Linked DNA regions of Drosophila melanogaster: region 2 is linked to region 1. The links are chromatin contacts, called in public HiChIP or PLAC-seq maps. All regions are on one chromosome and are shown on one strand. Each heading gives the region's core, a stretch centred on a gene start, on an enhancer-like site or on the middle of the called end of the contact. The rest is flanking DNA. Distances are from core to core; before and after follow the strand shown.

Region 1 (6,023 bases), core at 1,674-4,173:
TTGGGCCTGTGTAGAGGCACTATTGCGAAGTGGTTTAGCTCCGCCTCTTCCATGGACATCAATACGCAGGGTGGACACAGCAAAAGTCTGCGACGACTCTTGGTAAGCAATTCTGCGTGGTCCTTCCCCAAGAGGCACTGTTCGAATATGCAGCTTCTGAATCTCATCAATAGTGCCCAAAATAACAGCGTTCTTGTTCGCCAGCGCCAAACTATCTGGATACGCCTGAGCATTTAAGGAGCACATGTGGTTGACCTCCTTCAGATTTACGTTAGAGAACACCAACTTGTGGTTCGACGAGTAAATCACCGTGGGACGATCAGAGCAGGCAAACACATTAGTGGTAGATAAGGATCGGAAGGTGCGGAGCGTGGTTGGTTGTGTACCGAGAGTGACTTTCTTCTTGTCCGTCAGTTGCCCAGTGGTTTGGTCCATGATAAAGTAATACATGGAACCGTCGCCCAAAGCGCAAAGCAGATAATGGATTCCCTCAAATGTGGTCATCAGAATGGAGCGGGGAATTATTTCTGCCAAAAATAAATACATTGATTTATAGTTCTACATAGCTGGTCAACGTTTTTTCTGCTTACCTCCGCTTAGTTTTTCGGTGTAGATGGTCTCAAGATCAGGCAGCGACAGGATAACAGCAGATATATCGGTCCATAGGCCCACCGCCACCAAATCCGACTTTTTTTGAGTCTCATCCAAGGGAGTGATGTCCAAACAGGCTACCTCATATGCCAATGTTCGGCGGGACTGCTCGCGGAGGCTTCCATCTTCAATAACTATGTAGAATATGTCGCATGCGGAGGCAACCAAGATCTGGGTAGTGTTGCAGGACACAACACCGATGGTACGATCGCCAGTAGGACGCCATTCGGCCACAAGGGCTTTAGTGGCACTGCTAACCAAGCGAACGCTATCCGAAGTAACTTGAATCAACTGAAGTAAAAGGTAAATATTAATTAAATTGATTCTGGATAGTAGGATTTGTGTGGCAACTCACCTGATCATAATCCACATTTGAGCAAAGGAAAGTCTGCAGATCGCTGGCAAATCCGGGAATCTCGGTCTCTTCCACCTCTTCACCAGAAAGCGTGAGAATCCTTGTGTGTCCCACAAAAGCCAGCACCAAAGTGTTCTCATACGGACTCTCATCGACTCCCACCTTTAGAGACCACATGCCCTTAATGCCGGGGAGATCGATGCAGGCATGCTCCTGAATGCCGATGCCTATGCGAATTATGCGTAGAGATCCATCCTTAAAGCTTCCCGAGCATGTGATGATTTGGCCCTGTCCCTGGCGATCCAGATCGACCACAGCAATGTCCAGAATGGGAGCTAGATTGGTGAAATTCTCTACAGGCACGACATATGACCCGTCGATGGCCTCCGAATTCAAGCGCACCAACTGCGAGTCTCCATGACGTGCTCCAATGTAAAGGAAACCATTGTCTAGGTATGTAATGCACTCTGGTATAGAGATCTCGCCTAGTTGCTCCACTTTTATGTCCTTCACAGTCACTCCCTTGCTAGTTTCGGCGGTCCCAAGGAACAGCATATACAGCTGACCATCCATGTTACCCAGCAGATAGCGCAATCCATTGCTACTCACACGGGCGTAACAGTTGATGGTGCTTTGGCGAAAAGTGAGCGGCGCCACAGCGTGATAGTTGCTTCCGTCATGGTATACAATCGATTCCCGACCAATGACGATAACACCACCGATGGGCGACGGCACCGGGATCAGCATTGTGGCCTCTGTTTCCACGTTGTCCTGCTTCCATGCGATTTTCATAAACTCCTTATCCCGCAGATTAATCTCGTGCGACTTTACGTGCCGGCCATCGCTGTCCTTGTGGATCACGATAACTGTGGGATTCAAGCAGCCGTGCAGAAACTCAACATCGTACACGTTTAGCTCATCCATTCTGAAGGGTGAAGGGATACATTATTTTGGAGCTTAATACAGCTTCAATCATAAAACATTTACTAGTTACTTACTAGTAACTAGTAGTGAATGAAAAAATGAAAATGATTCATTAAAAATACAAAACAGGGTAAAACATGATAAGGCGCCGATGTCATGCTCACACGTATTTGTCAAACTACTATAGAATTCACCGGAATTACCTAAGATTTGTGGCTTTCAGCTCGCTAGCATCCTTGTCCATCGGAATGATGGTGAACAGCCCCTGGTAAAGGCACATTCCGATGACCCTAGCCTTGGGATCGATGGCCGCAATAACTCCTCCTTCGGAGGGGATGCCCACCGAGTCGGAAACATTACCATTGGCCTTGGTCACCACCGTGATGACGTCGTTGACCATACGGGCCTCGAGGATCATGACGTTGTAACGACGCGTCAGTATGAAGAGCAAATCCTTGTTGCTGTCGGGCGGTCGGAAGTGGCGCATCACGGCAATGGTGCCATTTATGTTGATCTCTTTTAGGGGGCGCAGTCCCTCCGGCGTGACCAGATCGATTTCCACCTGATTGTTCCGGGCAATGATCAAATTGAGATCCGTGGGCGAGGTGAAGTTGCCTGAGGAGCATACCAAAGAAGCCGGTGCTAAGCAAACAAATCTGTTTCATGGGCTTGTGTAATCCGGCGACCGGCAAACATGCTTGTTTTCTGTTTTCGCCGGGGGAGACCGCATAGGGAGCCCCTCTCTTTCACACGCTCTCTTGTTCTTACCTGTTAGGCAGGCAACAACGGCCGTCGGCTTTTGCGCCGTCACCACGTAGTGATGCGACATGACTGCACACTGTCCAGGATCAGGTTATCCTTAATTCGATAGAGCTCTTCAACTTTGGACTAGTCAGCCGCCACGAGGATAAAAATCGTTTTCGCTGACTTTTAACGCGCTAAAATGTTTCCTGACACGTAGTGTGACCGTTCAACTGTTAAGAACTAATACTGTCCGGCTCAGGAAAATATACTTTTTATTTTGGAAGGTATTCCATTTATGTTCAATATAAATTATGTTGCAGAGAGCGCGTGGATTTTATAAGCTTGTTTTGATTCTTGTACAAGCAAATGACACATTTAAGATTTCCATAAAAGTCTAGAAGATCATTTACAGTCATCGCATAAGCCAGAAAAAAACGAATATCGATATGTGTTGTGTTGCCCCAACTCTCTCTTTTGGCAAGAAAAATCGATTTCGTTTCTTTGCAGCTCTGGGACGCCTTCAAATTGCGGTTAAACTGAAACTGTTTGAAAATAGCTTTTGTAATAAGTGCCTTTAATACCACTATTACCCACACTTTACTTAAATTTCTAAAGCAATCATTGTTATTACATGACAGATTGTTCAGATATTCCCCTACAAGTTATTTACTTGTTTACTTATTTTCTTGTATTGAATACGTATAATTAAATATAATATACTAATTAAAAATAAATAACGAAGACAAGAGAAAATGTCTAAAATAGAAATGAGCTTAATTTAAGTAAATAAATTATATAGCCTTATCTCTAGGGGCGTTGTTTGTTTTGGTTTTTTATTATTATACATATGTTCCTCATGTTCAATAAGTCCACGAAAACGAGCTAAACCTAATCTATACACATTACTGACCTGACCTTACCTGTATTAGTGATAAGAAAGCCGGCCGAACCGGTTCTCTTTAGTAAATGCTTTAAGAGAGTATAAAGATAAGTATCTCCGAGAGAGCCCCAATATATAAAGCTCCCGCTCAACATCGTTTGATATTCAGTTTGCCGCTGTTCTTCGACCCACAACAACCGCCAAGCAATGTCCAATAAAAGTAAGAAAAACAAGAGACGTATATGTACACATTGTACTGCAAACACATGCCCTGAATCTTTGATAAAGACAATCCCGAGCAATTTTGATAATTGAATTGTTATTCCCAAGCCTGTTGCCGAGGACCGGGTTACGCAACCCCCCTGGACGCCATGAGGAGTGGTCCCCGGGAGAAGCTCCTCTACACGGTCACCGTTCAGCCCAACTTGGATGAGCCGCACGGCGATTATCTGTCCACAGTCGACGTGGATCCCGAGAGCCCCACCTACTGTCAGGTAAATAAATCAGGTATCTACACTATTCGATCATTTATCTTGCGGGACAAACAATACTATGTACTTAATAATTAGCTCAATTGGATTTTATATCAATGGATTTATAGCAATCACTTTCGAATATATGTATATTTCCAATTCGGATATTTGTATTACAGATTCCATATTTACATCATTATTAACATCATTTTGCAGATAGTGCACCGTACGTTTACAAATCGCAAGGGTGATGAACTGCATCATTCTGGCTGGAACGCCTGCTCCAGTTGTTACTATGTCGACGAGAGCTCTAAGACGGTGCCAAAAAGAGATAGGCTGGTATTACCGTCCCTAAATTCCGACTTTATATACATACTCGATGTGGTTACGGATCCGCGAAAGCCCGAGATTGTCAAGACCATTGATGGTGATGTCTTGAAGAGCCACAATGTGACGGCTCCGCATACCACACACTGTTTGGCCAATGGGAACATCATGATATCCGTGATGGGCGATGCAGAGGGATATGCCAAGGGTGACTTTATCCTCTTCGATTCGGACTTCAATTGCATCGGTACTTGGACCAAGGGCGATAAGAAGGCATTGTGCGGATACGATTTCTGGTATCAGCCATATTTCGATGTCATGGTTTCTTCGGAATGGGGAGCTCCCAATAAATGGCGACGGTTAGTCTCGATATAACCACTAAATACATAGTTTATCATAATATTTGTCAACCTTTTTTTCAGAGGCTGGAAGAATGTTGACCTGGAGGATATGTCTCAGTACGGCTGTCGTCTCAACTTCTACAAATGGTCCACGCAGACTCTCTACCAGACCATCGACCTGGGATCGGATGGCATAACGCCCCTGGAGATTCGATTTCTGCACAATCCTAAGAAGGCAGAGGGATTCGTGGGATGTGCCCTCAATGCCAAGGTGTTCCACTTTAAGAAGAAATCAGATTCCGATGAATTTGAAGCCAAGAAGGTAATAGACATACCCGGCAAACTGGTCGATACCGGCAGTGGAGTAGCTGAAGATATGGGTGGCATGATTTCGGACATTATCATCTCTTTGGACGACCGATTTCTATATGTCAACTGTTGGCGACATGGCGATGTGAGACAATATGATATCACCGATCCCGAGAATCCGAAGCTGACTGGTCAGCTTTTCCTTGGCGGTGCGATATGCAGTGATTTGCCAAATGTGATTGTTAAGGAGGATAAAGAACTGAAGGTACACAGATGCGATATTGCTATATAACTCGTACTATAACCAGGCCTTTTCTTCATTTTCAGGAGAGACCTCCAGCTCGTTACGTGAAGGGACGTCGCTTGGAAGGAGGTCCCCAAATGCTGCAGCTATCCCTCGATGGCAAGCGCTTGTATGTCTCCTCATCTCTGTATTCGCCATGGGATAAGCAGGTAAGATCTTAACCAGGATCACTCTATATATATATTTTTTTAAATATAATTAACTCCCAATCTCTTTAGTTCTATCCAAAAATGGTTTCGCAGGGCGGTCATATTGTCCTGATTGATGTGGACACTGTGAATGGAGGAATTTCCCTCAATGAGGACTTTTTGGTGGACTTCGCCAATGAACCCTATGGTCCTAGTTTGCCCCACGAAATGCGTTATCCTGGCGGTGATTGCACATCGGACATTTGGCTGGCTAATGATGCGTAATCTTGATTCCAATTTTGTAAAGATTTAATAAACTCATTCTTTTAAAGGTATACATTATTATTTTGGAGACATCTCCATTCTCTACTCCATCACTAGTCACGGATATCGCCATTAGCTGATAAGTTTGCCATATTCAAAACACGTTTCTGATTGGCTAAAAATAATTTATGCGCATTGTTTAAAACGTTATATGGTTGGCAAATGATTTCATGATTAACGGTCACATATAATTTCATTCTGAAAATGTTTATGATTTTTATATATCAATATAATTAAAACAAAAAGGAAGTTTTAGGTGTCCT
Region 2 (6,023 bases), core at 1,523-4,022, 270 kb before region 1:
GAAACGGTGCGCACATCCTTCGACCGGTCCTTTAAGTGACACTTTAATTTAAACGAGCGCTTAATGTGCCTTTAATTAGGAGATCCGCCTGTACCGCGCCCTTGTGTTGATTGAATGTTTGCCGTTGAAATTGAGATTAATGGCTGGGGCGAAGAAGCCGGACCGGAAAAGCGGTCTCCATTCATATATAACACAAACGATGTTATATCCTGGCATTTCGGGTTCTTCGTTTAGTCTTTTATTTACCCCAAGGTTGGCGAGTCCATCCAGCCAATTGGGCTGTTTTTTGTCTCGCCGCTGACAAAATGCCATATTAATCATGTTGAGAGCCCTCCCGCTTGTTGAAACTCCGGCTGATTTCCCTCAGCACCGTTCAGGAGACAGCCAATTCAATTAGCAACTAATGAAGTAATTTCGCCAGGTCACCAATTAATTTGGTTCATTCTTAAGCCATCGCAGTGCGCTTCAACAGGTTTTGTGGTCATAAAAGTTTGACTGCAGCAAATTGGGAAAATATTCCATACGACTGTCATTTTAGATGTCTAAAAGCGAGCGTAAACACTTAAACATGCGAATGTCAATCCTGTCTTCCCATTTTTCCCCCACCAGGATTTTATGGTGTTTCGTAGGATAGGCAATTATTTTTTATTGGCCGACCAGTATGTGAGTGCATATAAATGGTAATCACCAGCCGAAAAATTCATGCGGCCGTTTTAAATAATTGATTTTGTTATAAAAATTAGAAGAAATTAATTTAATAGCTTTAATAAATTAACAACACACCTTCTTGTTACTTAAACAAAGCCATGTATATAAATTTAAGAAAAGCTCAAGACGCGTTTAATTTAAAGTTGCTTTTATTTTGATTACAAATGGCTTGCTTCTCACCCATTCGCTGCTAAAAGAGAAAACTTAAACTTATTTCTTTCGGCCAACTATTCATACACTGGGCGAAACAACATAGAATGCTTTAATATTTATTGAACATTTATTATTTTCCTACTATTAAGCCATTTAAGAAAGTTTCATTATCTGTTTTCTTAAATTTATTAAAAAAAAAAACAACAAATATGAAAGTAATATCAAAACATAAATACATTTAAAACATTTTGGATTAGCTGAAAACACTTCGATTACAAAAATTACAATCCATTCCGGATATCCACCAATTATTTCTTCGAGTGCAGACCTCTGCGGCATGGGCAAACTTTATGGCACACAGGGGCATAGACAATGGCCAAATGAGATGGCTTGCATTGGTAACAGACTCCAGTCGGATGGCCAATTTGGACGCCTGCAGCTGTTACAGTTTCAGATCCAGAAGTTGGCCGTCTGCTTGATTCGACCCGATGTTCATTATCTCGTCTCAATTGGGCCTCGTACAATGCATTAATAGTTGGGCGGCCCAGACAAGTCAATTGTGGTGCGACCTTGGCGCGTGGCGGCTAAACGCTTCTTAAAGATTCCGGCAAACGGATATTTAACCTTAAATCGCCGCTGACCCGGGACATTTACGAGCGAAATCAAATCGAAACAGTCGCATATAAAGATAAATCGTTGCCATGGTGTCGGCAGAATATTGGGGCCCAAGTTGAATTTTCATTGCTGCTGCAAAATATTGTCATTTATTGTGCGAATGATAGCGATAATTTAGCGATGCCGAATTCGAATTTATGCAGTCCCATGGGCCACAGCCCAGGACATGTCGTCATCATTTTTTCCGTTTTTGCGTATTGGCCTCGGATCATTTGAGTGATTCTGATTGACTTTCGAGCGTCCTCCTAATCGGTTACACAGCGCTATCAATTCCACTCGTAAACAATTTCGGAGAGTGTCCTGTTTACGTCAGATCTTGTCAACAAAGGCCGTGTTTGATGTCCCTCATGCTGGCCACAGAGCATAAACACTTTTGGCCATATAAAATCCCAGCCAAACGGAATTAAACAAACACTAGCGCTCCGTTAGGTATTTCCGGTTCCGCTATTTCATTGGTCACACAGCCAGAAAGTATGCAATGAAATGTTTCCCTCGTGTGGGATAATAAACACATAAATATGGACAGAGTTTCTCCTCAAGGTCGAAATCTGGCAATCAACGGATTTAGTTACAATCGAAGCCAATCATGTGCGTGTGCCGAGAAACAAGCCATAAAAATTCACATAAAATATAATTGAAAGTCTTGTTAGTTCCTCTTTGAATAACTTTTCCAATGGTGTCTTATAGGCCTTTGACACTTAAAGAAAATATATTGTTATACTCGTTAATCGTATGCTGGATTCGTTGGAAAGTATGTAATCGGTAGAGGAAAGTGATTCCGACCCTATAAAGTGTACATAAACCCAGTAAAAATGGCCACTCTCAAACTTCTATGTTATGAAAACTATGGAAAACAATGTTAAAACTTTAAGACGAAAAACTATTTTACATTCGACTACACTAGAAAAATAATATACTCGTGTTTGCTTGTCGATTTCGCCAAAACAAATATTAGAAAATTATTGTATTCTAACTACCGACTTCAGCTGAAAGCGTGTGCAAATAAAGAGCTGCACGCGTGAGACATTTTAATTTGTTTAACAGCGGTATTTTGTTTGAATTCTACATGAAAGTAGTAGGGCAATGCAAATGCGTGCAATCTTGCGGCAAGTGTTTATGAACAATTGCCGTAGCATCTTAGCAAATTTGCTGGGTCTGTTTGCAACAATAGTGCCGCAGACTCGGAGTTCGTATAAATAGGGGATTTATCGGAGGAAAAGGTGGTTCTGGATCAAGCAGAGTAAAACTATCACAAAATCATCATGCAGTCTTCCACTTTCCTGATGGCCATCTTGGTGGTTTCCCTCCTGATGCTGATCAGCACTCCGGCAACTGAGGCCACCTTCTTCCTAATTGCCTGCATGTTGCGGTCACCTTTTTGCCCCTGGATTACCACCACAACCGCTTCCACCGCCTCTAACAACGATTAGAAATTTGGACTCTCCATTGCCGTAAACATATATATTGTATTTGGAAAATGAAAACAAATAAACCATTTTAGTCGCATTAGAGTACACCATCATGTTCAACCATTTTTCAAATTATGACGAAAAATATTACATATGTAGGTTTGCTAAAACTTGGAAAGGAACAACCATAACTATTCCTCGTCACCTATCCCTTCTTTTTCGGCATTCCACAGTCTTCGGGTGGAGACGTGTTTCTTTCAAGCTACGAATAGCAAGTTCTAAAAACTACAACAGTATAGTGAAAGTTAAACACAAAGTGTAAAGTGCAGTTTGCACAACTAACAATTATTGACTATAGTAATTATTTACTAAAATAAATAATTATTCCATATTGTTCTGGTAATTGTTATATGTGGACTTAGAACAATGAATCAAAACGACATACGTTCTCAGCGACAATGTGAACAAGACGAGCGCCGGCTCTCTTTACAACGCAACAATGCATACTTTTCTTTCGTCTCACCGCAAATCGGTGATCGAGCACCCTCACCTTCAACTAACTCGAAACTTTTGCCCTCAGAGAACGACAGACCGCGTTCTTGCTCTCCCTCTCTGCCTGCTTCGGCTCACAAGTCGTGGAGCGAAGAGACCGCCTCTCCTACCCCGCTCCTCACGCAGCGCCAAACGACCGTCCCGGGTAACTGTAACACTGCAATAACGAGTGCAGTGACCCCACTGGCAACTGCCACTGCTACCACAACATCAACTTCGTCAGCGGCCCAACTAATTATCGCTGTGCCAGCTGTAAATAATTCAGCAGCACTGACCGTTTGCAACAACAATAATGCACGTAAAGAAGAATCAAAACAAAAGCAGAAGTCGATTTCGACTGTGCAGACTGGCATGGATCGCTACATCCAAATCAAGAGAAAGCTCAGCCCTCAAAACAATAAGGCAGGTAATCAACCCAAAATCAATCGAACCAACAACGGCAATGAAAACTCTGCAGTAAATAATTCAAACCGATATGCTATCTTGGCTGATTCTGCGACCGAACAACCCAACGAAAAAACGGTAGGGGAACCAAAAAAGACCAGGCCTCCACCAATTTTCATACGAGAACAAAGTACAAATGCACTTGTAAATAAACTCGTTGCTTTGATTGGTGACAGCAAGTTCCACATTATCCCACTTAAAAAAGGAAATATTCATGAAATAAAACTACAGATCCAAACAGAAGCAGACCACCGTATAGTGACTAAATACCTAAATGATGCTGGTAAAAACTACTACACATACCAATTAAAAAGTTGCAAAGGGCTACAGGTAGTACTTAAGGGCATTGAAGCAACAGTGACACCAGCTGAGATAATTGAGGCTCTGAAGGCCAAAAACTTTTCTGCAAAGACAGCTATTAATATTTTAAACAAAGACAAAGTTCCGCAGCCACTATTCAAAATAGAACTCGAACCAGAGCTCCAGGCACTAAAGAAAAACGAAGTGCACCCAATATACAATTTACAGTACTTGCTACATCGGAGGATCACCGTGGAGGAGCCGCACAAACGTATCAATCCAGTTCAATGTACTAATTGCCAAGAATACGGCCACACCAAGGCATACTGCACCCTAAAGTCCGTATGTGTTGTCTGTAGCGAACCTCATACTACCGCAAACTGCCCCAAAAACAAGGACGATAAGTCTGTGAAGAAATGCAGTAACTGCGGGGAAAAACATACTGCAAACTACAGAGGCTGTGTGGTGTACAAAGAATTGAAGAGCCGCCTAAACAAACGTATTGCCACAGCACATACATACAACAAAGTCAATTTCTACTCTCCGCAACCGATTTTTCAACCACCCCTAACTGTCCCAAGCACTACTCCAACAATTTCTTTCGCTAGCGCCCTAAAATCCGGACTAGAAGTGCCCGCCCCACCGACAAGAACTGCTCATTCCGAACATACACCGACAAACATCCAACAAACACAACAAAGTGGCATCGAAGCTATGATGCTAACCCTACAGCAAAGCATGAAAGACTTCATGACGTTCATGCAAAATACTTTGCAAGAGCTCATGAAAAACCAAAATATCCTGATTCAACTTCTTGTATCTTCAAAATCCCCATAATGGCTTCCCTACGGATATCTCTGTGGAACGCAAATGGCGTTTCACGGCATACACAAGAGCTCACACAGTTCATTTACGAAAAAAACATCGACGTAATGCTACTATCAGAAACGCACCTCACAAATAAAAACAATTTTCATATACCAGGATACTTGTTCTATGGTACAAATCATCCAGATGGTAAAGCTCATGGAGGCACTGGAATACTCATCAGAAATCGCATAAAACACCACCACTTAAACAATTTTGACAAAAACTACTTACAATCTACGTCCATAGCCTTACAACTCAACAATGGTTCAACGACTCTAGCCGCAGTCTACTGCCCACCGCGCTTTCCAATCTCTGAGGATCAATTCATGGAATTCTTTAACACACTAGGTGACAGGTTCATCGCAGCGGGTGACTATAACGCCAAGCACACCCATTGGGGATCTCGACTTGTGACGCCAAAGGGTAAGCAATTGTACAATGCGCTTACGAAGCCAGAAAACAAGCTAGACTATGTATCCCCGGGTAAGCCTACATACTGGCCAGCAGACCCAAGAAAAATCCCAGACCTGATCGATTTTGCAATTACTAAACATGTCCCCCGCAACATGGTCACCGCCGAAGCACTAGCAGATTTATCATCAGATCACTCACCTGTTTTTCTAAATATGCTAACTCGCCCCCACATCGTCGACCCACCGTATAGACTCACAAATTTTAGAACAAACTGGCCAAGGTATCAAAAGTATGTCTGTTCACACATAGAACTAACGACGGCATTATCTACAAAGGAGGATATAGACAAGTCAACGGAAACTCTTGAAAACATTTTAGTTTCGGCTGCAAAGGCTTCAACCCCGCCAGTGACGTATGCAAAACCAAACTACATCAAAACTAATCGCGAAATCGAGCGGCTGGTATTAGATAAACGACGCCTACGAAGGGATTGGCAGT

The links. HiChIP or PLAC-seq counts read pairs in DNA pulled down with a chosen protein or histone mark.
Region 2: a contact with region 1 is called in an H3K27ac HiChIP or PLAC-seq map of the Kc167 cell line, with 3 times the contacts expected there. The contact joins the promoter of CG45080 here to the promoter of pic in region 1. A contact is called at or near these places in 3 of 107 Hi-C or Micro-C datasets (the D17-c3 cell line and the S2 cell line) and 2 of 6 datasets of contacts at active chromatin or transcription factors (both in the Kc167 cell line).

What each region holds. Positions count from the first base shown.
Region 1 is chr3R:13,049,145-13,055,167 of dm6, reverse strand. It overlaps pic (piccolo), which reads right to left and starts at 2,923. Exons shown (of 7, transcript NM_142000.3): 1 at 2,699-2,923; 2 at 2,134-2,545; 3 at 1,007-1,931; 4 at 591-942; 5 at 1-527. The coding sequence starts at 2,759. CG7966 reads left to right here and starts at 3,715. Exons shown (of 6, transcript NM_141999.3): 1 at 3,715-3,774; 2 at 3,885-4,048; 3 at 4,244-4,713; 4 at 4,777-5,269; 5 at 5,332-5,457; 6 at 5,527-5,770. The coding sequence starts at 3,762. The coding sequence ends at 5,721. It overlaps CG31157, which reads right to left. Exons shown (of 5, transcript NM_001275597.1): 5 at 5,874-6,023. The coding sequence ends at 5,994.
Region 2 is chr3R:13,316,019-13,322,041 of dm6, reverse strand. CG45080 reads left to right here and starts at 2,772. Exons shown (of 1, transcript NM_001300383.1): 1 at 2,772-3,051. The coding sequence starts at 2,799. The coding sequence ends at 2,966.